Regions from separate parts of the Mus musculus genome. Here region 1 is linked to region 2. Evidence: chromatin contacts called from public ChIA-PET data. All regions are on one chromosome and are shown on one strand. The core of a region is the stretch at or near the end of the contact, and the rest is flanking DNA. Distances in the headings are between cores, read along the strand shown.

Evidence for each region. ChIA-PET counts read pairs in DNA pulled down with a chosen protein or histone mark.
Region 1: a contact with region 2 is called in an RNA polymerase II ChIA-PET map of memory CD8 T cells, with 15 read pairs. The contact joins two enhancer-like sites. A contact is called at or near these places in 1 of 484 Hi-C or Micro-C datasets (CD4 T cells), 2 of 115 datasets of contacts at active chromatin or transcription factors (CD8 T cells and memory CD8 T cells) and 1 of 9 other capture datasets (adipose tissue).

The regions. Positions count from the first base shown.
Region 1 is chr14:60,269,297-60,275,920 of GRCm38.p6, forward strand. All of the region lies in intron 1 of Mtmr6 (myotubularin related protein 6), which reads left to right. Among named protein-coding and RNA genes, the nearest start is that of Mtmr6, 7.4 kb to the left of the region's middle. Within about 2 kb of position 4,520, at least 39 of the 459 cell types and tissues checked have an H3K27ac peak or open chromatin away from gene starts, as enhancers often do. A contact at or near this core is called in memory CD8 T cells, where this site is marked.
Region 2 is chr14:60,128,079-60,134,607 of GRCm38.p6, forward strand. No RefSeq gene overlaps it. Among named protein-coding and RNA genes, the nearest start is that of Gm41164, 31 kb to the right of the region's middle. Within about 2 kb of position 1,608, at least 61 of the 459 cell types and tissues checked have an H3K27ac peak or open chromatin away from gene starts, as enhancers often do. A contact at or near this core is called in memory CD8 T cells, where this site is marked.

The sequences.
Region 1 (6,624 bases), core at 3,270-5,769, 140 kb after region 2:
ATACTCCTTTCCTTCTTAAAAAGTCCATAATTGCTTCACTAATAATGTATGCTGCCAGGTGTCATCCAAGCTGAGGACACAGGATCGAAGAGCCACTGCCCTCACTTGCTGTCTGCCTCACAGTGTAAGGTCCTCTGCCTTTTCTACAGCTAGTTCTTCTCAGAGATGTCTGTAGAAGGCTCTGAAAGTCTCAGGAGATCCGTGGCTAGCGACGGGGAGCAGTGTCCCCAGTAGCTGACTGTGCTTTCTGCGCAGAAGCCACAGCCCACAGCATGACGTAGCTGTGGAGGAAGTGCTGTTCTTCATCACAGAAGTTGGTTGAAGAGAGGGAAGAACAGGTCTGAACTTCTATACTCTAATTTTCTGAGTATGATGGTCTATGTTTTTCATATCCAATGTCTTAATCAGTTAAGTTTGAATTTTTCCTGTTAGCCATCAACAGAGTGACCACACTTCCCAGTTTCTTTCCCCTTGCCCCATTGTTTTTCGTTCTTTTGCCATTTGCCTTTCCCCATTTACCCTTTGCTTTCTAAGGATCCTGAGGCTGTTTTTATGGTGCCACAAATAGTGACCTAAAATTGTTGTAGTTACTTCCAAAACAGGTACCTTAAAATATCTGGGGGAAATGGGAAGGAGCTGCTTGCTGGGCTCTGGTCTGGCTTTTATTTATTTTTTTTATTTTTTTTATTTTTTGATGATTGTAGCAAAGAAAAGTTTTTGGAGAAGGATTTACAATAAAGGGTAGAATGTGTTTCCCAAACTACTCATTCTTCAGCACTTTAGGCAGAAAGTAAATGTCGTGGTTTAATTTCAGATTGATGTTCTCATTCGCTCCGTCCATATGCTGAGACACTATAGAAGCTGCTGGTTAGGTGTAATGGTTGCATTTCCTGGGTTTGATGTAACCTGGCTCTGACTAAAGTAGTGATTAACTCTCCATCAACTGTACTCAGGATCGGCTTTTCGGACTCACTTTCTCCTGTCTGTGCCCAGTCTGCAAGTCAACAATAATGAATAGACAGTCTCCCTCCATGTCAGATTCTTTCTCTCTGCTCTCTCCAGCTTTACTATTAGACAACATGGGCTTCCTCTCTGCGTGCTTCCTCCAGGCTCCATCATCTCCCAACCACGCCTCCACTGTTTCCTTACTCCTCGGTGGTTCCACCTGCCCAGCCGAATTTTCTCTGGGTTGATACTGTCAGTACTACTGCACTTAAAGGCCTGTTTGTGTTCCTTCATCAGATAAAATGCAGGTGTGTCTCCTCCAAGAATTCTGTTTTCTCTGTATTACTCTCAGTGAAGAGAGTGCTTTAATTCTTGCTCTTGGGAAAGGGTATTTTACAGCTTTACAGTGCATTAAGTACTAAATTTTCTTTATTTTGTGTGGCAGTGGGGCAGGGTGGGTTGAGGGATATGTGCTGGGGCACACGTGTGCTATGCATGGCATATGTGTGTGAAGGTCAAAGGACAGCTTGTGTCTGTTCACTCCTTCCACCATGTGTGGGCCTAGGAATTGGATTAGTGGTCAGACTTGGGTAGATCTTAACTTGCTGAGCCATCCTGCTGGCTATCGAAATTGGTTTTTTGTTTGTTTGTTTGTTTTTTAAAGATTTATTTATTTTAATTTATGTATATGAGTACACTGTAGCTGTACAGGTGGTTGTGAGCCTTTGTGTGGTTGTTGGGAATTGAATTTTTAGGACCTCTGCTTGCTCTGGTAGGCCCCCACTCGCTTCGGTCAGCTCCAGTCAGCTCTGCTCGCTCAGTCTCTGCTCACTCCAGCCCAAAGATTTATTTATTAGTATACTGTATACTATACTAATAATGCACCAGAAATTCAGATGCACCAGAAAAGGACGTCAGATCTCATTATGGGTGGTTGTGAGCCACTATGTGGTTGCTGGGATTTGAACTCAGGTCCTTTGGAAGAGCAGTCAGTGCTCTTACCCACTGAGCCATCTCGCCAGCCCCCTGAAATTGGTTTTTAAATACCACATACACTTTTCCTTTCTCACTTTGTTTTTGTTTTTGTTGTTGTTGTTGTTTTATTGTTTTGGTTTTGTTGTTGTTGTTTCCTGAAACAGGGTTTCTCTGTATAGCCCTGGCTGTCCTGGAACTCACTTTGTAGACCAGGCTTGCCTCGAACTCAGAAATCCACCTGCCTCTGCCTCCCAAGTGCTGGGATTAAAGGCGTGCGCCCCGCCACCACCACCTGGCTCCTTTCTCACTTTGAACTTAGTTAAAATGAGAACTAGCAGCCTCAAGCTGCCTTACCAGATAACTGCAGTAATTTTTGAAAACATTTATTTAGTTTATTTCAGCATCTCGTTGCTTCTGTTTATAGGGCACAAAGGGTACGTAGAACACTTGGCATTCATTATCTAATCTGTTCCTCTCTTAGGAGTAGTTGCTTTTATTTAAAAGACAATGGAATGAGAGCAAATAGGTTAACCTTAAGTTACCCTTTTCTTAATACTGTGTATTTATGTACATGTTCAAGAACTTGGAGTGAGTGTGCATGCCTGTGGGTGTTTGTTTAAAGGGCTAACATTATAATAAAACTATTTAAAAAGTGGGAGACTTGGCCATGCTGAGCCTTAAGTATTTAGGGCACTAGTCTAAAGGTAGACAGGGGAGGAGCAGTGTGAATTGAGGAGGAGCAGTGGAGAATCCAGACTGCAGAGTAGAAAGACGGTTGTTGAGTAAGAATGAGCAGAGCTTCTGAAATACTGTCGTGGTCCTATTCCTCCATCACATGGTAGAGTTGGGGTGAGGCTGGGGACTGGCACCTTTGCAGTTTGGGAGGTTATTCCAATGAACAACTGGACCTTGAATCTTGAACAGAGCCAACCAAATTTAAAGATCTAACTTTGAGGTCAGGAAATGTGCATATAGATCATTACATCATTTTCAACTGGAATTTTCACCTTGATGTAGACCCATAAGAATCCCATAGTTCTCCATAGTGCTCCGAGAAAACACTTGTAAAGTATTCTAGAGTACTCTAAAACAGAATTTTTCTCTGTGTAATAATGCGAGGACAGAGAATTAGACTTCCCAGTAAGAACTGTATTACCAGAGTAAATAGGTGGATAGATAGATGGACAGACAGACAGTAGAGTAAGTTCAACAATCTGAAGCCTAGTAGTTTTTCTATTTATTTTTAATTTATGGCTCATACATGGATTCCTGAATGAATATTTTCTGGTCAGCCACTGTAGAAGGTAAAGGCAGCATGGGAAAATAACAGAATAATGAGATAAAGAAGAGTCCTATTTTATAAATCCCTTTAATGATGTCAGCAAAGGGCCACTGCTATACTGGGCATCTTCCATCTGTTTTCCATTATGAGAAGTAAGTTCTCCGTGGCAGTTCATCTGGAGTGAGTAAACCTCCATTGTATCAAACACTATTCTCGCCACCAGGAGGGACTCAGAAAGGAAGACAGACAGTGCTTGTCCTGAGGTATGTATAGTTTTTAGCGGGAGAAACAGACCCTTGAACAGGCTTTTGTTTTAGCATACTGAGTACTCTGATTTTGGTGGAAGGAGCAGAGCTTGAAGTAGCTGAGTAGTTGAGTCAAGACGTCAGTAGGATGATTTCCAGTGCTTTTGACTTAATGTGGATGGTGTGACATAAGTCACATATAAAATGCAAAATGAGAGGAAGGAGGGAAATGAGCACGTTTTAATTCTTAAGATGTTCAAGTGCAGATAGCATAATACCTGGCTAAGTGGTCAGTTGGGAATCAGACAACACAAGGTTGGAACTCCTGTCCTGATTCTATGTAGTGTCCAGTTGTCTTTAGGTTATAGGTGCTACTGGGGCTGTGAAAATGAAAATTAATAATTTATGTCAGGCATTCATCATAATACTATGTCAGGAAATATTCTTACATGGATAGCAGACAGTAAGAACTCAGAGTTCAGTCAGATACCAGGGATCATTAGCAAAAGGCTGAAGTAATGATAATAAATAAGATGCATATAGAGAATGGAGCCTTAGCTGCCCAAGGTGGGGCCTGCCTGTCATGCCTCCATCCCAGTCACAGGAGGCTGCAGCAAGAGGCTGAAAATGTCCAAGGCCTCCTGGGCTACCTGGCAGAACGACCTCCCTGACACTTCGCCCCAAAGGGGAGTGGACCCTTGAGCAAAAGCAATAGCGAATAGCAGATGAATCCCCATCTGGTGTGTAAGATGCCTTCCTGTCTTGTTTCCTATTTTTGAGACTGGCTCTCGATGTGCACTAGTTTTGGTAGAGACATAATCTGTACTTCCCTGCCTCGGGCACTGCAGGAGACCAGTGCAGCATAGGACATAGTATGTACTGGGAAAACAGAGCTGTGAAGGACCAGGAGGACTGGAATGAAAGCTGTGAGATTGTCTCCAATAGCAACGAGCTTTGTAAGTGATTGTACCTTACAGAAAACATGTCCCTCCATTTGAGGTTGGGTGAGACGAATTTACTGTCTTTTAGGGATTTACAAACCAAGAAGCTTCTCACGGACTTCCCTTAAAGCTGACTTCCTGTTTGTTCATAGCCCCACCCTGGAAACCCTTTTTTATTTTTCTGAGGCGCTCTTTGAAGTCCTACAAATCATTGATCTTCCCAGTGGTCTTGGTACTTTCCCATAACACTTAGCTCCATGCATGGTCACTACTGTTCTTCTTAAAGGAAGTCAGTTCAGAGTGCCTGTTGTGTTCTGGTCATTGTTACTGGTTGGCTGTGCCCCTTTCCAGCCAATGTAACTAAAAATGAAACGTAATATAAGATTTTATTTGCATAGTTAAGACAAAAAATTTAGTATAGCTACTTTACACTGGAAACTCAGAAATATGGTCTAACATACAGCTCAGGTCTGACCGTAGATCTGACACTTAACAAGTGACCATTTTACATTGACATCAAGAACACAGGGGAGCCTGGTGTGGTGTTGACAATTCTGGACAATTGGAGAGTTAAGGAGTTGGTCCTGTTTATCTTTAAATATATTTAAATTGAAGTTCCAATTTTCAGTGTAGCTAAATGAAGCCATATGTGTGTGTGTGTGTATTTTTTTTTTTTAACTTGAGGAAGAATTGGCCCTAAACATTGAAATAAATATTGACCTTCAAAAGATACCTTTAGGGAGCAGAAAGCTTTCCTACTCCTCCCTGCCCCCACCTCCATCCCTTGCCATTGACGTTGAACCCATGATTCTCTTTCCACAGCCTTCCCAATGCACAACCACACTAGTCTCCTCTGTGTTCTTGATGTCAATGTACAAATGAACACTTGTTACATACCAGATCCACTGGCAGTCCTGAGCTGTATGTCAGACCATATTTCTGAGTTTCCAGTGGGAAGTAAATTTATTATCTAAATTTACTAAATTGATTATCTTAGCCATGCAAATAAAATCTTATACCGCATTTTTTAAGTTACACATAAGTTTTAACTTATTTAAACGATGATGTTACAATCGAGAATTTGCACCATGGTAGTAAGAAATAGGGAATGGAGAAGGGTGAGAAGCTGATCTTAAGTGGTGGCTATTGATTACTTTGGGAATAATCATTTCATAATGGTAGTATTTTCTTCTTTAGATGTTTAGACAAAAATAAATATATCTGGAAAGTATAGAATTAATGATAAAAGCCAGGTGTGGTGGTGCATGCTTTTAATCTTAGCACTGGGGAAGAAGAGTCAGGCAGATCTCTTAGTTCAAGGCCAGCCTGGTCTAAAGATCAAATTCTAGGACAGTTAGGGGTACACAGAGAAAGCCTGTCTAGAAAAACCAAAAAAGAAGAAGAGGGGGAAGAGGTGGAAGAGGAGGAAGAGGATGAGAAGGAAGAGGAGGAAGAAGAGAGGGAGGGGAGGAGGAGGAGGAGAAGGAAGAGGAGGAGGAGGAGAAGAAGAAAGAATTAATGATACAATAGTGAGCTCTGATTTGAAGATCTACACAATTTAAAGAACTGTCCACAACCTCCTGTGATGTCAGTGTACATTAAAAACTACATTAATAAATAACATTTGTTTTCCTTTTCCTTTTCTATAAGATGAATGATATTAAATTTTAAAGCTGTAGTCTCCTGACTTGTACTGATCCCGTTCTGCATTTCTGTGGCAGCTCTCTCTCTCTCTCTCTCTCTGTGTGTGTGTGTGTGTGTGTATGTGTGTGTGTGTGTGTGTGTGTACATTAATACTGTTACAATTATGTGTTCTTACCATGGTAGGCACTATAGGAGACCAATGAAACTTAGGATACTTTGTGCCAGGGAACTTGGCAAACAAAGAGACAAAGTGACATAAGTAACAAATTAACTTTCAAAGTAAGATTTACCTTAGAAGGTGGGGCATCAGTGAGTCCAGGAGCAGGCTTGCCACTGGGCTGAGCAGAGGACAGTCTTGGAGAACAAGAGTCAGAGCTAGCTGCACAGCTGCTGTGTTTAGTACAGCCGCGAGGGGAATATAGGCCGTAAGCTGGAGCTTACAAGCTGTTTTCTGAGTTAATTTTCTCAGTAGTGTACTTCTAGAATTTTATGTGATTACTTGAATTTCCACTTAAGATAAAATTGGATAGTATTGTATAACAGAACTTGAGGAGTCACTACACACATCTCTGCTCACTCCAGATAGGGAGCC
Region 2 (6,529 bases), core at 358-2,857:
AGGAGGGCAATGAGGAGAAAGGAGGAAGGAAGAGGAGGAAGAGGGGGTAGGAAGAGGTGCTGGAAGAGGAGGAGAAAGAGAGTAGGAAGAGAAGAAAAAGGAGTCTACTTAGCTACTCCCAAAAGGAACTTAAGCAAGATCCTGCCTCTCTGAGACCCGTTCCGTAACAAATGCCTGCACACACTTGTTTCATGCCCAGAGCATCCTACGGCAGCCCTCAGAGTCACTGCAGGCTCTTCGCTTGCTCACTTGTTTGGCTTCTGCTGTGCTGAGATGGAAGCCAGTGTCTTGTGCATGCAAGGCAAGTTCCCTGCCGCTGAGTTACTTGTTCAGCCTCCAGTGATTATTTGTTTGTTTGCTCTGCTGTTTCCAGTTCCATGCATGTAAGGTGTAGTATTGCTTGTGTAATTTTTAAGTTGCCACATAGTTAATTTATTTTTAGAAGAATGGGGGAATTCTAAAGATTCTTAGCCAGTAACATTGCTTGTAGCATACCCATGAGGGCCTGCATCCATGTGCAAAATCCCCAGCTTCCCTGGACTAAAATGTTGGGCAAGGTGGCCCATGATTGGAATCCCAGTGCTGAAGAGGTGGAGGCAGGAGGCAAAGTCTACTTGGTGAATTGTAAGCCTGTCTCAAAGAGCAAGGGCGCAGCCCCTAAGTATTAAACTTTAGCCTCTATATGCACATGCGAATACACATATGTGTACACAGGGGAAGGGGGAGTTCTTTGTCAATCCAGCATATACTACACTTCATGGTAAGATCATAAGTCCAGGAAATTGAATCTAAAGTTTGTAAATGGAAGAAAAACATAATCAAAACCAGTAGTTATCCCCATGGATATGCTTTTGTAGAGGATACGTACAGAATTTTTGTAGCTGTGCCATTTTAAATCCTAAGTTACACGTGTCCTTTCGATCCCCAGCTTCCTGAGAGAAGGTGGCACTTTCAGGTCGTTGTGGAGTTACACCTGCCCTGGCACCCACTCCCACCACAGTGCCTTCCCCAAGTACTTCCTGAGGCTTCATGGGACTGTGTTTATTACAACATAACTCTTTATAGATTAAACATTAGACCCACTTTAGTTATTACCCCAAATTTTATGTTTGTAAGATCTCATCTACAAGCACATCCCTTTTGCTATGTGACAATCCTGGAGATGTGACATTGATATAGAAATACTATTCAACACAATATCCAGGGAGACAGAAACCCCTTATTCAGCCCCTGTCCCAGCCACAGGCCCTCTGGGTTTGCTCAGCTCACTGTTTCTGATCACATGTGGTCCAGCTGTACGACCTGCTTGCCTATATCAAAGCTCTTTTTCTTCAAATGATTTTTTTCCCAAGACAGTGTTTCTCTTTGTAGCCCTGGCTGTCCTGGAACTCACTCTGTAGACTAGGCTGGCCTCAAACTCAGAAATCCACCTGCCCCTGCCTCCCAAGTGCTGGGATTAAAGGCATGCGCCACCACTGCTCGGCTCTTCAAATGATTTTGACATGTGGAAAGGAATAAACTCAAAAGTGAACTCTATACAGTCCCCCACTCAGATTTCAAAATGATGCCCCAAACTGTATCTTCCAGGATACGCATGTGACTGTGTTTATCTAGAAACCTTCAGTTGAGCCTAGGATGCGGTGAACCACAAAGACCAGCTAACATGACGTAAGTGCACATGCCTTCTAGAATTATGCAGTCTGTCTCAGTTCCTTGCTCCATTCAAGATCATCTTTATTGATTGTTAGAAAATGCAGAGTTCCAGGACCTATGCAGGGCACGTGTCCCTGGCACCTTATCCCAGGATGTTCCTGCCAGATTACAGCTCGCTCCATGCTCCATTTCCTACCATCCCATCTTCTAGTTCTAATCCAACATGCTTCCTAAATAAGAGAGGTTTGAACTAAGTACCTTATAGTTGATGGCTAACTAAGCCCCTGGCTGCTGCTGGCTCTCAAGCACTGCCATCTGCTTGTCTGTGACATGACAGATTTTAAAGTTTTTCATTTTAAGTGTGTGTGTGTGTGTGTGTGTGTGTGTGTGTGTGTGTGTGCACATATACACATGCTTGTGCTATGGCACATGTAGAGGTTAGAGGATTACTGGGGCTTCAGGCTTGACAGCAGACACATTTCCGGACTGAGCCATCTCGCCAGCCCTCTATCTGTTAAAATCCCAGCACTTTTGTCACCCAGCACACAGCCTGAGTGATGAGGGAGGTACACTGAGCATTACTGCAACCTCTGGCTCCTGGTTTGTGATCTGCTCCCTGCTTTACCTCCTGTTCCTTCCCTCTGTGACAGAACACACACAGCCAAAGGACCCTGGAAAACTGAGCAGCACACGAGACATAAGGCCACACATGCAGCTGACTTAGTAGGTGCCAAGTATAACATATTTTGTTTCTACTTTTAAAGGCCCTGTAAGGAAACATTGTCAACTCTGAGCTCCCACAGCAGGTAGAGCAGAAAACCTAGACTGTAGAGGAAGTCTGCCTTCAGGTCCTCAACCCCACTGCTCTCTCATGGAGCAGAGATAAAGCAGGGCTAAAATCAACAGCCAGGATAAAGCACTTCAGCTGTTGTTACGCAGTGCCTCCCACAATGATAATGCGAAGGTAGGAACACTGTGCACTGCATATACAGAGGATGCTTCATGGTCCTCAAGACAGCATCTAAGCTAGCAGACAGGGTTCACGCTGTGCTACTCCCAAATGCAGCATCCTAACCTTGAGAAACCAGAGAAGCAAGGAAGGTCATTCTGACCTCTCCTGCCCCTTTCCCTCCTAGCAGGAAGACCCTCGTGAGAGAGACGCCCTTTCGCCAGCCAGAAGAAAAGAAACTCCCAAGGAATCTAAGCAGACAGCCCTGGCTAATTCAGCAAATCCATTACCATCAGCAAACTCATCTCAGCATCCTTTCCTGTCAGCCACACTTCTCCATGACCACACTCATCTCGTCCAAATGTAAAACACACGAGTTTATCCATCTTTATTTCTGAAGGCTCCTGTGTCCTGGACAGGTGTATGCTTCTCTCTTGTTGGTCTGTCTTTTGTGGTGGGGGACCTTAGCTGTGACCCTAGTGAAGAGCGAGCCAAGGAGACTCTTTGCTCCCCTACACTAGGCAATCAAACTTTTCTCCATGTTTAAAATCAAGACATCTGGAGCGAAGTGATCGGAGCTCTGAGGAGATGTTAACAAGAATGCAGGTCCCTGGGGACAAATGCCCAAAGTCTCTGCATGACTGATAACAGTGGGGGCATGAAATTTGGAACAGTCATGTGTCCTAGCCAGGATGTGGGAGCCTTTCCAACATGAGCACATGAAAGCTCCCACCTGCAGTCCCACCGTTGGTTCCGGTGCACTTGCCCACCCCTCAACCAGAGGTTCACTGTACAGAGAACCTCTCCATCAGAGGGTATTTCCCAGTCTTATCACAGAGCCTTGGGGCGGGGGTGGGGTGGGCTCTAGCACACTTAAATACATAAAGCCAAGGAGGGGAAATGTGAACTTGAGTAGAAAACCATGAGTTTTAAGATCACACTCTCCAGGGGATTGGATCTTGGTGTCTCACTGTCTATGAACGGAGGATAAGCAAAGGCAAGCAATTTTGCTCTTATCTGCAGACAAGGAAGTGGTATTTATCATCACCTCGTCCTCCATCCTGTCAAAGGCGCCCAACTCATTTCAGTATTTGTGCTCACTCCCTCTTAACACTATCTTCATAAGCGTGATGATGATTCTATGCTGGAGACAGAATCCAGGTCCTCATGCATGCTGGATGACTGCTCTACTCCTGAGCTACCTCCTGAATCCAACTTTGACGTTGTATCCATTAACACAGTGTGAAGCAAGATCAACAGGAGGCACAGCAGCCTGACCCCAAGGAGAGCAGTTCTCAGTGGAGGCCTGGAGTGAGTGCTTCCATTAATCTGTAGAGTTTGAAATCGTTCAAGGACATTTCATCTGACCTATTTGACTTAGATCCCTCATGGTTCTGGAACAATGCTAGAGACATTGTTACAGGAGATCAAAGTCTCCCCCTAGTGCACTCCTGAGGGTTCAACCACACAGGAAGTTATATGCTAGGCAGGGAATCATTAGCTCCATATTTGAGAATCATGAACTTCTTGAAGCACATAAAGGAAGGAGCTAAGAAAGTCTGTTAAAGGAAGAATAATTAGTATGGTGGGAGGGGTTTAGAACTGTATGAGTTAAAATCTGCAAGGCTAGGGTACTATACAAATGAGACAGAGAAGCCAACAGTGGTAGCGCATGCCTTTAATCCCAGCACTGGGGTAGCAGAGGCAGGTGGATCTCTGTGAGTTCAAAGCCATCCTGGTCTACAGAGTGAGTTCCAGGACAGCCAGGGATACATAGAGAAACCCTGTCAGGAAAAACAAAAACAAACAATAACAAAAACCAAGTAAGACAAAGAACCAGTTAATTTTTCTCATAGACATTTTTAAGGCCTACTAGCCAATGCCACAATAAAGCTGAGGTGACATTGCAGCCAATGGGTGTTACTGCCTATCCCTCGAGGCTTAGAAGGTTTGGTGTGGTTTTTTTCTTAAAACCTTGGCTTTACATGTATTGGGACTTGTGGGAAAGGCAGGTATGTACCATGGACCATGGGTGGACAACTTGTGAGATTTGGTTCTCTCTTTCTACCTTCTAGGTGTCAGGGTTGTCAGGCCTGGTGTCAAGCATCTGTACCCACTGAGCCGTCTCAGCAGCCTAGATGCTTTAATTCTGTGTGTAGTGGCTGTTAGTGACTTGGGATTTGTTGATGAATGAATTTGCTAATGAATTTGTTAAATGAATGAACACTTGGTGAACATAAATGCTGTGTCAGGCACTCTGTTAGCATAGAAAGCAGTGTTTCTCGGTGCAGATGGTGAGGGCTCCTTAGGGCCAGGCTACTGTGCTTCCCCATGATCTAGCACCTCACTGTATTAAAGGATGAACGTACTTGAATTGTATTGAGGATGTAGTTCAGGGGTAGAGCATTTGCCTAGCATGCATAAAGCCTTGGTTTTCACCTCTGATCGTTCTCTCTCTCTCTCTCTCTCTCTTTCTCTCTCACACACACACACACACACACACACACACACACACACACACATGCTAGTTGAATCATTTCCACTGCTTTAAATGCAGATTTTCAGGCTTGCACCCAAATATAACAATTCAGACATTAATCAAATTAATGTCTCATTAATTACTCTCAAGTTGGATATCTGCTGAAATGTAATAGTTCCACTATCAGATATAGATCACACAATCACACAATTGGACTACAGGATCACCAAATTTGCTATAATGAGCTCCTAGCCTATCTGTACCGTGGAGTTAATATATTCATGTTATTTGCCTAATGGGATGATACAATAGTCCAATGGGATGATGAATGCCCAAGTTATCTGAATGCTTATGAAAGCAAATACTAACTAGGCCTCCTAACCTTACATTCTTTCCAGTCAGAGTATGTGAGCCAATGAAGACATTTCAGTATCAGTTCCGTTTCAGAAAATAAATGTGGGACAGGAAGAAATACAGCATAATGAGCCCAATGACCATGAGGCAAAGAGCCACGTGGCCAGCCACCCTGAGCTTCCACCACCATGCTCTTCCTGCCCTGATGGACTCCATCCTCAAACCATGAGCCAAAATTCGACCTGCTTATTTCAGATGTTTGTCACAGCAAATAAAAAACAAAAAACGAAAACAAAAACAAAAACCAACTAACTCACACAGGAAGGGGATGGGAGTCAAGACAGACCCCAAGCGAGCGATGATGGCAGTGGGTGGGCACACAGCCTCAGCTGTGCAGGGGGCACATAGTGGTAGCAGGGGCATGTTTTAAAGGTAGTACGCAGTAGAGATGGCTGAACTAGGCAGAGAATGAGAAGGGGCCGTGGAGCACTGCCTAGGCGTTGTGTTCCACGAGGGGCTCCATGTTGGTAGTGGTTCAATTCGATGGCTAATGAAAAGGGCACGCAAGGAACTAGATATGTGTAGTGATTTAAATATGCTTGGCCCAGGGCATGGCACTATTAGGAGGTGTGGCCTTGTTGAAGTAGGTGTGGCCTTCTTGGAAGAAGTGTGTCACTGTGGGGATGGGCAATGAGACCCTCCTCCTAACCACATGGGGTCCAGTCTTCTCCTAGCTGCTTTTGGAACAAGAGGTAGAACTCTCAGCTCCTCCAGCACCATGTCTGCCTGGATGCTGCCATTTTCCAGCCATGATGATAATGGACTGAATCTCTGAACCTGTAAGCCAGCCCCAATTAAATGTCATCCTTTATAAGAGTTGCCTTGGTCACCAGGCAGTGGTGGCGCATGCCTTTAATCCCAGCACTTGGGAGGCAGAGTCAGGTGTATTTCTGCGTTCGAGGCCAGCCTGGTCTACAGAGTGAGTTCCAGGATATCCAGAGATACACAGAGAAACCCTGTCTCAAAAAACTCAAAAAGAAATAATTAATTAATTAATTTAAAAAAGAGAGTTGCCATGGTCATTGTGTCTCTTC